Linked DNA regions of Mus musculus: all the other regions are linked to region 3. A link is a contact called in public promoter capture Hi-C data. All regions are on one chromosome and are shown on one strand. The core of a region is the stretch at or near the end of the contact, and the rest is flanking DNA. Distances in the headings are between cores, read along the strand shown. Region 1 overlaps Gm52797 (a long non-coding RNA gene). Region 2 has its middle 25 kb from the start of Gm52797. Region 3 holds the start of 1700028E10Rik (RIKEN cDNA 1700028E10 gene).

What was found. Promoter capture Hi-C pulls out the DNA fragments that hold promoters and counts their contacts.
Region 1: a contact with region 3 is called in a promoter capture Hi-C map of pre-B cells, with 11 times the contacts expected there. The contact joins the enhancer-like site here to the promoter of 1700028E10Rik in region 3. A contact is called at or near these places in 3 of 39 promoter capture datasets (cranial neural crest, pre-B cells and second pharyngeal arch cranial neural crest), 1 of 15 datasets of contacts at CTCF or cohesin (large pre-B cells), 4 of 484 Hi-C or Micro-C datasets (B cells, CD4 T cells, CD8 T cells and 1 more) and 2 of 115 datasets of contacts at active chromatin or transcription factors (astrocytes and large pre-B cells).
Region 2: a promoter capture Hi-C map of pre-B cells shows a contact between it and region 3, with 10 times the contacts expected there. The contact joins the enhancer-like site here to the promoter of 1700028E10Rik in region 3. A contact is called at or near these places in 1 of 39 promoter capture datasets (pre-B cells), 1 of 15 datasets of contacts at CTCF or cohesin (large pre-B cells), 3 of 484 Hi-C or Micro-C datasets (B cells, palatal mesenchyme and uterus) and 2 of 115 datasets of contacts at active chromatin or transcription factors (T-cell acute lymphoblastic leukemia and large pre-B cells).

What each region holds. Positions count from the first base shown.
Region 1 is chr5:150,114,478-150,117,482 of GRCm38.p6, reverse strand. The region is part of intron 2 of Gm52797 (a long non-coding RNA gene); the gene reads left to right. Among named protein-coding and RNA genes, the nearest start is that of Gm52797, 15 kb to the left of the region's middle. Within about 2 kb of position 1,627, at least 40 of the 459 cell types and tissues checked have an H3K27ac peak or open chromatin away from gene starts, as enhancers often do. A contact at or near this core is called in B cells, CD8 T cells and pre-B cells, where this site is marked.
Region 2 is chr5:150,154,776-150,157,602 of GRCm38.p6, reverse strand. It overlaps a transcript of Fry not described here. Among named protein-coding and RNA genes, the nearest start is that of Gm52797, 25 kb to the right of the region's middle. Within about 2 kb of position 1,337, at least 57 of the 459 cell types and tissues checked have an H3K27ac peak or open chromatin away from gene starts, as enhancers often do. A contact at or near this core is called in B cells and pre-B cells, where this site is marked.
Region 3 is chr5:151,367,264-151,369,963 of GRCm38.p6, reverse strand. 1700028E10Rik (RIKEN cDNA 1700028E10 gene) reads right to left here and starts at 1,289. Exons shown (of 4, transcript NR_045700.1): 1 at 1,108-1,289. It also overlaps a transcript of Stard13 not described here.

The DNA.
Region 1 (3,005 bases), core at 378-2,877, 1.3 Mb after region 3:
CTCAATACAGGTAGCATATGAAGGAGTACATTTGCCATTCCTTCTCGGTTGCCCTGGCCCTGTACAGTATGTGATGTTGGTAATAGGCCTCATTTAAATCTATTTCATCACCTATATCAGATCAAAGGAAGCACTCGCCAACCTGGGTTCCAAACCTCATGGAATATTGGCTTAGGATTCTGAATTGGAGCAGAGTGGACAGATCTCAAGGCCTTAACTTCTGCGTGCTGGGGCTGGAGGCCTGTGTCTCCTGACCACGTGTCCCTGTTCTCCAGTTTGTCATCCTATAGAGTCGTGAAGCTTCCTCAGCTGAGTAATGCACTCGAGCTGAGGAAGCGTTCAGTGTAATGACCTGGGTTCAGTTCCCAGCACCCACGTGGCTACTCACAACCATCTGTGACTCCAGGTCCAGGGGATATGGCGCCCTCTTCTGGCCCCTTCAGGCATTGCATGCATGTGGTTCACAGACATTCAGGCAGGAAATAAGGTGCGTGCCCACATCAACTCCCATTGCTTCCACTCACCCCCCCTTTAAAAGCAGGCCCTGTGCCATGTTTTGATAATCTCATTTGTCTGCCTCTGCTTGTCATTCCATCACCTCTGGGGGTTAGGGTGAGCGGCCAATTCAGTTATATCATAAGACAGGAAGTCCGTTTCTCCACACTGACAGACTACAGTGCTGACATGCATTAAGAAATTTAGAAACTAATTGGCCCATATCGCATGCCTGCTCCCGTGCTTTGGGACAACTGCAAAGACACGAGAGAATTACATCAACACTCTCCGTGCCTTAACAAGCTGTGGACTGAATACTAAGTCTAAATGCCTGAAATCTAATGGAGTCTTGGTCTAAGAAGTCACAATGTTAATGTGTTAGCCACAAGTAATCTAAATATTTGAGAGAGAAAATTTTGATATATAAATGTGTGATCTTTGATCTATGAGATTAAATTCCCACTTGATAATTTACTATCTTTAAAGACTTTTGAAATGCCTTGAAATTTGTTCTTGTTTACTTTCTTTTTCGGGCATCATAGATATTAGGCAAGCACTCTACAGTGAGCCACACCCCCAAACTACGTTTCAATACCTCTTCTTAGGCATACACACACACACACACACACACACACACACACACACGAGAATTCCTTTCACAAGAATCTTACATCTAACACAACAGCTTTACAATGGTCTGTAGCTAAGTTTCTGTGCAAAAATCTGGGATTCCAAAAGAATGGAGGTGTATTAATCTCCCCAGAGTCCAAAGCCCAGGAAAAACAAGGGGGAAGCTGCAGTAATTTCTCTTTCAGGAGCAGATGCTGTCTCACCCCAGGGAGTTATGGGATGGAAGAAATGAGACAATAAAACTATACACGCTACTTTGAACTGTATCAGAGCCAGCCCCGTCGATCTGTAAATGATACATAGTTTCATTCCTTGAACCAAGAGCACTAACTACAGTTTTCTGTCTCATGGGAGGAAAGTTAGCAAGAACACTGACCTAACTGAGCCCCACATGGTAGCCTGTGGGAACCAGAAAGTGTGCTGCTGGGTTGGCTCAGCTGGCTGTCAGCTGTCAGCTCTGCCCCACAGCCACGCTGTGCAGCCCTCTCCAGCAGCCTGGTCCCTCCCCGTCCTCCCCGCCCCCAATCCAAGGTCATAGCCCAGAGTTATGGGCACAAGCATCTGTTGCCCCTTGCTCTGCTCATGGGATTTGTGTCTGTAGATGAAAAGCCAATAACAACAGAACCTACAGAGTAACCAAACCACTTGCTTCCTGACACGCCGTTTGCCTCCTGGCACCCTCAGCCCTCTAGCCGGGCTTCCTTATCGCTCTAGGGAAACCAGTCCACCTTGCAGACAGGAAACTCACCAAGACATAGGGGTGATCTGATGGAAAAGCGTGTGTTCAGGTGTGTAAAGCTGAACCTGTGAAGTTTTAAAATTAAAAATACCAGCAACAGCACACACTCTCTGTACACAGTGAGTGGTAGACGACTCTCTCCTAGCTGAAACAGGAACACGTGGTTCTGTCAGGATCACTCGGAGAGCACCCTGATGTAGGGGCATGCAGAGCTGACAGAGAAACATGGAGGAGTACAAAAGGCTGAGAAACCGAGAAGAATGGTCCATGCTGAAAAAAGGGCACCAGAAAAGTCCCAGTGTGTAAAGATGCACACGGGCCTCAGGGAAGGGCAGAGTCGAAGAGGGATCGTGCCTGAAACACACGCTTCTGTCAACCTAAACTGCTTATCTCTGCTTTTTCAATATTTCCAGATTTGCCCCTTGGGAAACTGGATACAGACTTAAGAGAGAACAGGCAGGGGCTTGAAATACCCCAGCAGTTACCATAGAGAAAAAGGAAAATTAACAATTTTCATATTATGTGGAGGGAAAGAAGCATAGTGTATAATTACTCAGACTCTCCAATAAAGAGCCTCTTCTGTGAACAAAAAGAAGAGATATCCCAAAGGCAGCTACTGTTGTGACATTTAACTGGGAACGCAGCCAAAAACATAGGCTAGGATCACAGCCCTTGCCTTTCTTGTGGAAAACTTTGGGGTAGCTAACTCACCCAAACAGATGGCTGTAGTTCTGGCTACCTTAGATCAGTGGTTCTCAACCTGTGGGTCGCAACCCCCACGGGGCGTTGTCTATCAGGTGTTTACCTTATGATTCATAGCAGCAGCAAATGTACAGTTCTAAAATAGTAGTGAAATAGTTTTATGGTTGGGGCCACCATGTCACAAGGGACTGTATTAAAGGGTCGCAGCATTAGGAAGGTTGAGAACCACTAGACCAGAGGATGAGAAACGACACCCATAAATGTGTATTGATAAAGGTTAACGCGATGCCATCTTTCAGATGAATGGTTTGAAGGTGTTTCTTGTTGTATCTAAATATCTCTCAAAAAAGAATTTTAGCTATCGTTTGTATCCGCTCCTTCTGCTTACTTACATGACTAATGTATGTCAGTTTTTGTCAAACTGACAAATATTTGGGAA
Region 2 (2,827 bases), core at 88-2,587, 1.2 Mb after region 3:
AGTGGGTATGTGTATGCGAGTGTGTGTGTGTGCACGCTGTGTGTGTGTGCGTACGCATGTGTGTCTGTGCATGTGAGTGCATGTGTGTGTGAGTGCATATGTGTCTGTGTATGTGTGCACGTGTGTGTACATGTGTCTGTGCATCAGTATGTGTGTATGTATGTGAGTGCATGTATGTCTGTGTGTGTGAGTGCATGTGTGTCTCTGCATGAGTGTGTGTACATCTGTGTGCATGGGTTTATGTGTTTGTGAGTGCGTGTATGTTTGTATGTATGAGTGTATGTGTGTTTGTATATATGTTAGTGCATGTTTGTACATGTGTTTGTGTGTGTCTGTATAAGGGAGAGGGAAGGAAGGAAAGGGAATAAGGGGGAGGGAAGTAGGGAGAGAGGGAGGGAAGGAGAGGGGGAGGGGAGAAGGAGGGGTAGAGGGAGAGGGCGCATATGAGTACTGGTACCTGCTGAAGCCACAAGGTGTTGGATCCCCTAGATCTGGAGTCAGCGTTCCAGGCAGTTATGAGTTGCCCTTTGTTTAATTCAATAAGCAACAGTACGCAACACATCCTTAAAAGTATGTTCTCTTACTTTTATATTTTATGTAGATCAGGAGACTTGGCAAGAAATCCAGGTCAAGGCAGACCCATCCTCACCTGCTGATACCTTTTGCTGTATACCGATCTGTCACCCTCTCGTCAGGACAGGGAAACATGATGACCAACAAATGCCATCAAATGGAGAATTAGCAACATACACCCAGCCCGAAGCCTGCCCCTACCGCGAAGGATCAGGAAACGAGGTTCGCTGCCTTATGCCAAGTATCTATTAATATTTAAGTCTGATAAGGGCTGGAAAGCTGGCTCTGTTTCGTTCCTTTCATTTCACCTCCTTTCAACTCTGAGTCTGTCTTAAGGAAAGGAGTTGTTATGTCTGATAGTAACTTAACAGCCAGGCGCGAAACTGAGGGCTGGCATCTACGAGGACTGGCATCGCAGCCTTTCATTTCCACACAGCGCCAACAGCTCAGTGTGTGTGCTTCAGTGTCTGACGCGCAATAGGCATTTAGCTGTCTGCCAGTCTTACACACATTCAGGGCGTTTGTTCACAGACACCACTGAACTGCACGTTCCCAATGGGCTCCTGTATTAGCTACACCATAACCAAACAAAACTTATGGAACAAGAGTGGATGTTGGCTTACAGTTCCAGAAACGGAGGGAGGAAGGGGGGTGAAGAGGGGGAGCGGGAGGGAGAAGGAGAGAATAATGATGGGGATAGCGTGGTAAGGTGGCAGAAATAGGAAGCTAGCAGACAGCATCTTTGCTCAGGAAGCAAAGAGGGGAAATTGGAAGTGGGCGGGGTTATACACCTTCAAAGCCCACCCCCAGTGACATACTTCCTCCAGCAAGGCTACACCCCTTAAAGGTTTCATAAGCTTCCTAAACAGAACCAGGGACTGTGGACCAAGTGTTTAAATACCCACGTTTACTGGTGACATTTCTCATCGAACTAGCACAGCTCTGAAAGAGAAATGTAGTAGTGAGGACAGCAATTCTGCAACATTACCCAGCATTACTGTTATTGGCCTATCTAAAGTAACACAAAGGCAGACAGATATTTGCAAATCTTCATCAGAGTTCTATACCACAGCACCAGCCTGCCTTACACGTAATTACAGGCATACACTCAGTCAGGGTTCCATACCTTATACACGGTTACAGGCATGCAAGCGGGCAGCAGAATACCACATTAAATTGAGCAACACTTAAAAATAGCAGCAAGGCACCATTTGCATGCAAGTGGAAACCAGGAATGTCATTTATCTAGTGTTTGCCTATCACTATTTCTGAAAACTCCCCTCCAAAAACAAGAGCTCAACAAGATGGCACAACCAGTCAGGAATGCATGACTTGGCTCTGAAGGGGGAAAAATGGTTTGAAAGTTCAGCTGGAGAAAGGGAAGTGGTATCCAAAGTGGCCAGAGGAAGTAGTTACAGAGGTTGCTGGTCCGAGGCCGAGGGGCCCCTGAGAGGCAGCTCTCAGCCTTTGCTCGATTGAGGCTCAGGGTGAGCTGTGGTTTAGACACAAAGCCCCAGTACCTGTGGGATGCGCACAAATGATCATGCGTAAGTGAACACACGCATGCGCACACACAGAGAGAGCAAGCACACAGCTTCACGAAGCTACACTTAGTTTTGGAAGCATAAAGCACACATGTTTTCCTCTTCTTTTCTGCTCCATTCCACCTTTCATTAAAAGTGATGACGAGGCTCTAACTCTGTGTCGCCATACAAACGGGTGACGCTATGGTCGGTCACATCATGGTCTCTCTGTATGGGATTAACTGTACTAGCCAAATTACAGATTATATCTCTTCACCTTTTCTCTATAAATTACTTCTGTATGGAAAGTGAGAAGGCATTTTTCTCCAAATATTTACTTATGAGCAATGTATCTTCAGTGACAAACAATTTACCAAACATAAACAGTTACGTGACTTGGGAGAAACTCAGAGGACAGAGTGAGATTCCTCCCCTCACTTACAAGTTTCTCAGTCTGCACAATTGGACTGACCCAAACCTAGGCACAGGCTACATAGGGGAGAGGAGGGATACTATCTCATGTCCCTCATGTGCTGACATTTGGAACATAATGACCCAGCCTGAGTGTAATGGGCTTAAAACTGTACCCAATAGCCTTTTTGAAAGCAGGAAGTCTTTTTGGGAGACAACAAAAGTTGACCAAGACCAGATGGAAGACGGGGCAGAGGGGCCTGATAAGTGGGGTGCCCGGATACAGGCAGGAGGCTGGACCAGAGGAAGTTCCTCCATTC
Region 3 (2,700 bases), core at 40-2,539:
TTGAAGTGATTTTTTGAGTTACTATTTTCAAGAAACTCTGAAGAACAGAGATGACATAATTGAGAAATTTTGTATACCTGGTGTTACAGCACCCTCTACAACAGAGTATATTATATGAACTTGCTTCCCGAATGTGTGACTGTACAAACTTTATGGTTTTAGCGCTTAGTTTGCTCCCTTGGCACCTGCTAGAAAGGCTACTAATCTGTCGGGTTAATGTGTCAAAACAGCAATAACAGCGAAGAGCTCTCCTGAACTCTTTAAACTATTCCAACTGTGGGCCTTAGTCACCTAGCTCTCCTTCCATATCACCTCTCCCAGTTCTAAACTCTAGTGAACTGGCCTCTTAAAAGCCTTCTGAACTCAAATGCATGCACAGGTAGGGAAAATACTGCTGTAGTGGGGGAGAAAGGTCCAGAGACAAGTGACCGCAGATCTCTGACTTCTAAGGGACATCTCACTGGCTCGCACTGTGCATCTTGATACACAATAACTCACAATAGCTAACAGTGCTCCAAGTGTATTACATCTGGACTTTTTTAAACATGAATTCTTTTAAGAGGAAAGTTATGTTCACTTTCTAGCTCTGGTGGAAACTCGTTTTCCCTTATCTAAAGGAAATACGGCATAACAGCCACAGCGTTAATTTCACAGTTCTGAGATGAACCTGGTGAGACTGTCTTGTTTTAAAAACCTATTATCATTCTTCTAATGTTTAATCCCCGATACTGCTCGTTTTCGCAACACCCCAGCTTAACAGACGTAATGGAGCAAAAGCTTTTCTCCAACACAGGCTAACGAAAGGCTACAAAGTAAAGCCTCCTCTCTGCAAAGCGGGACATGGAGGACCTCGGTCCACGCCGAGTGAAGAACCGAAGCACAGTGCCCAGAAAGGAGGAAACAAAAAAGGAGAGCCAGTGGGGCAGGAACTGTGTCGCCAGGACTTGAAAAGACGGGAAAAGGCCGGTTTCCTCCCGCGTGAGGTCCGTTCCCGCTCCAGACTCCAACCATTTCCGCTCAGGGTAACCGCAAAACCCTTCCCGCGCGGGAACTCGGTGGAGGAGGAGTCTTGGGTCCCGCCCTTCTGGCGGAGCGCATAAAGCCTACCCCGGCCGCCGCGGTGTCTCTGGAATGTTCTGAAGGGAGGAAGCGCGCCCCTCCGCAGTCCGGGGAACACTCGGCGCCAGATGGCGCTACCGCACCGAGAGCCAGAACCTGCGCCTCAAGGGAGCTGGGCTGAGACACCACCGGAAGTGAGGGCTCCGCGAGCCTCCTGGCCCGGATATCCAGCCTTCTAGCGTGTTCCCGCGCGGGGGCGGAGCTACAACCGGAACCGGACTGCGAACGCGGGGCCTCGTGGCGGAAGAGCCAGGAGGGGCCTTGGAGGCGGTAACTTCCGCTGCGCGCGCCTGGTCTGGGCGTGCACGCGAGGGGCGGGGCCTCCGCGCGGGCGCGCGAGCGCTTGCGTACTAGGAGGGCGTTGTTGCGGGAGGCATGTGCTGATTTCTCCATCTTTGATCGCTTGCAGGCCTCGCCGGGCGGACATTAAACTGGTGTCTTAGCAGGTTTTTGTCTGTTTTGTTGCTTCCCTCTCACAGGAGTTGGTTTCTGGCTGTAAATTCAGTTTCTGGAAATCTCTGGAACGTTAGCGATGTACAAGGTAGTCTCGAGCTGCTTTCTCGCCATTGATTCCCAGCCAGTGTCAGTCCTTGCATCGTTACCCACTCGAGGCTACCCGTGACAGCTAATGGCATCTAAGGATTTGGAAAGGCTTATATTACGGACTTTTAAAGCGCTTAATTTGAGCTTTACCCTTTATTTTTGTCAGGATATTGGCACTCTGCATTCTGCGGTGTGGCTTTGCACAGAACCGTTTGTTGAGGGTTTGAACGCTGCCAGGGGAAAACTCCGCCCCTTTCCCACGTTGGCTGTGTCTGATCCAAACCCATTTTTAAGTAGCTGGACAGTACTTTACCCTGGTACATGGGCTTTGTTTTTATTTTAGTTGTATCGTGAGGACTATGAACTTGTATTGCAGAAAGTATTAGTGTCCACCTTTAAATATACATAACACTTTCGGCTGAAAGACAGTTTCCCAAAGCTCCCGAGTTTCCCAGGAATGTCTTCAGCTTTTGGTAGATGCTTTTAGGAATTTCAGAGGTCCTTGCTGTCAAAGATTTAAATAAAGTCAAACATAAAAAAGTAACAAAACATGCACGCTCGCACACACACTCACAAACACACAATTTTGTGTTGGCCAGTTACTTCTGGGCATGGGGCCTTCCCAGAAGTGTGGTTGATACTCCATAGGGGAAAATTGATTTTACCTTTCCCAGTATTATCAGTTATCAGTTGTACATGCCTTTTGGTTAGGAATGGAACTTTGTAATCTCTAACCCCTAGTTTGTACTGTTTTTTTTTTTTTCCCCCTTGCTTGAACCTGTTGTGAATGAAAACTCCTGGGGGTGGGGGGCCGGGTGTGGCAGAGACTGATTAGAATTTTAGTGCTGTAGCAAAATTGGAATGTTGCAGGTCCAGAGTTTAACTACCTTATCTTAGTCTAGTTTTAGTCTCCTATGTACTCCAACTGCCATTCCTTAGTCAGCTTTGTGTCAGAACTAAAATCCCATGAGAGATTTTTAAAAAGAATGAAATCTGTTGGCTGATACTAGCTTCTACCAACCTAAAAAACAAGAAAGT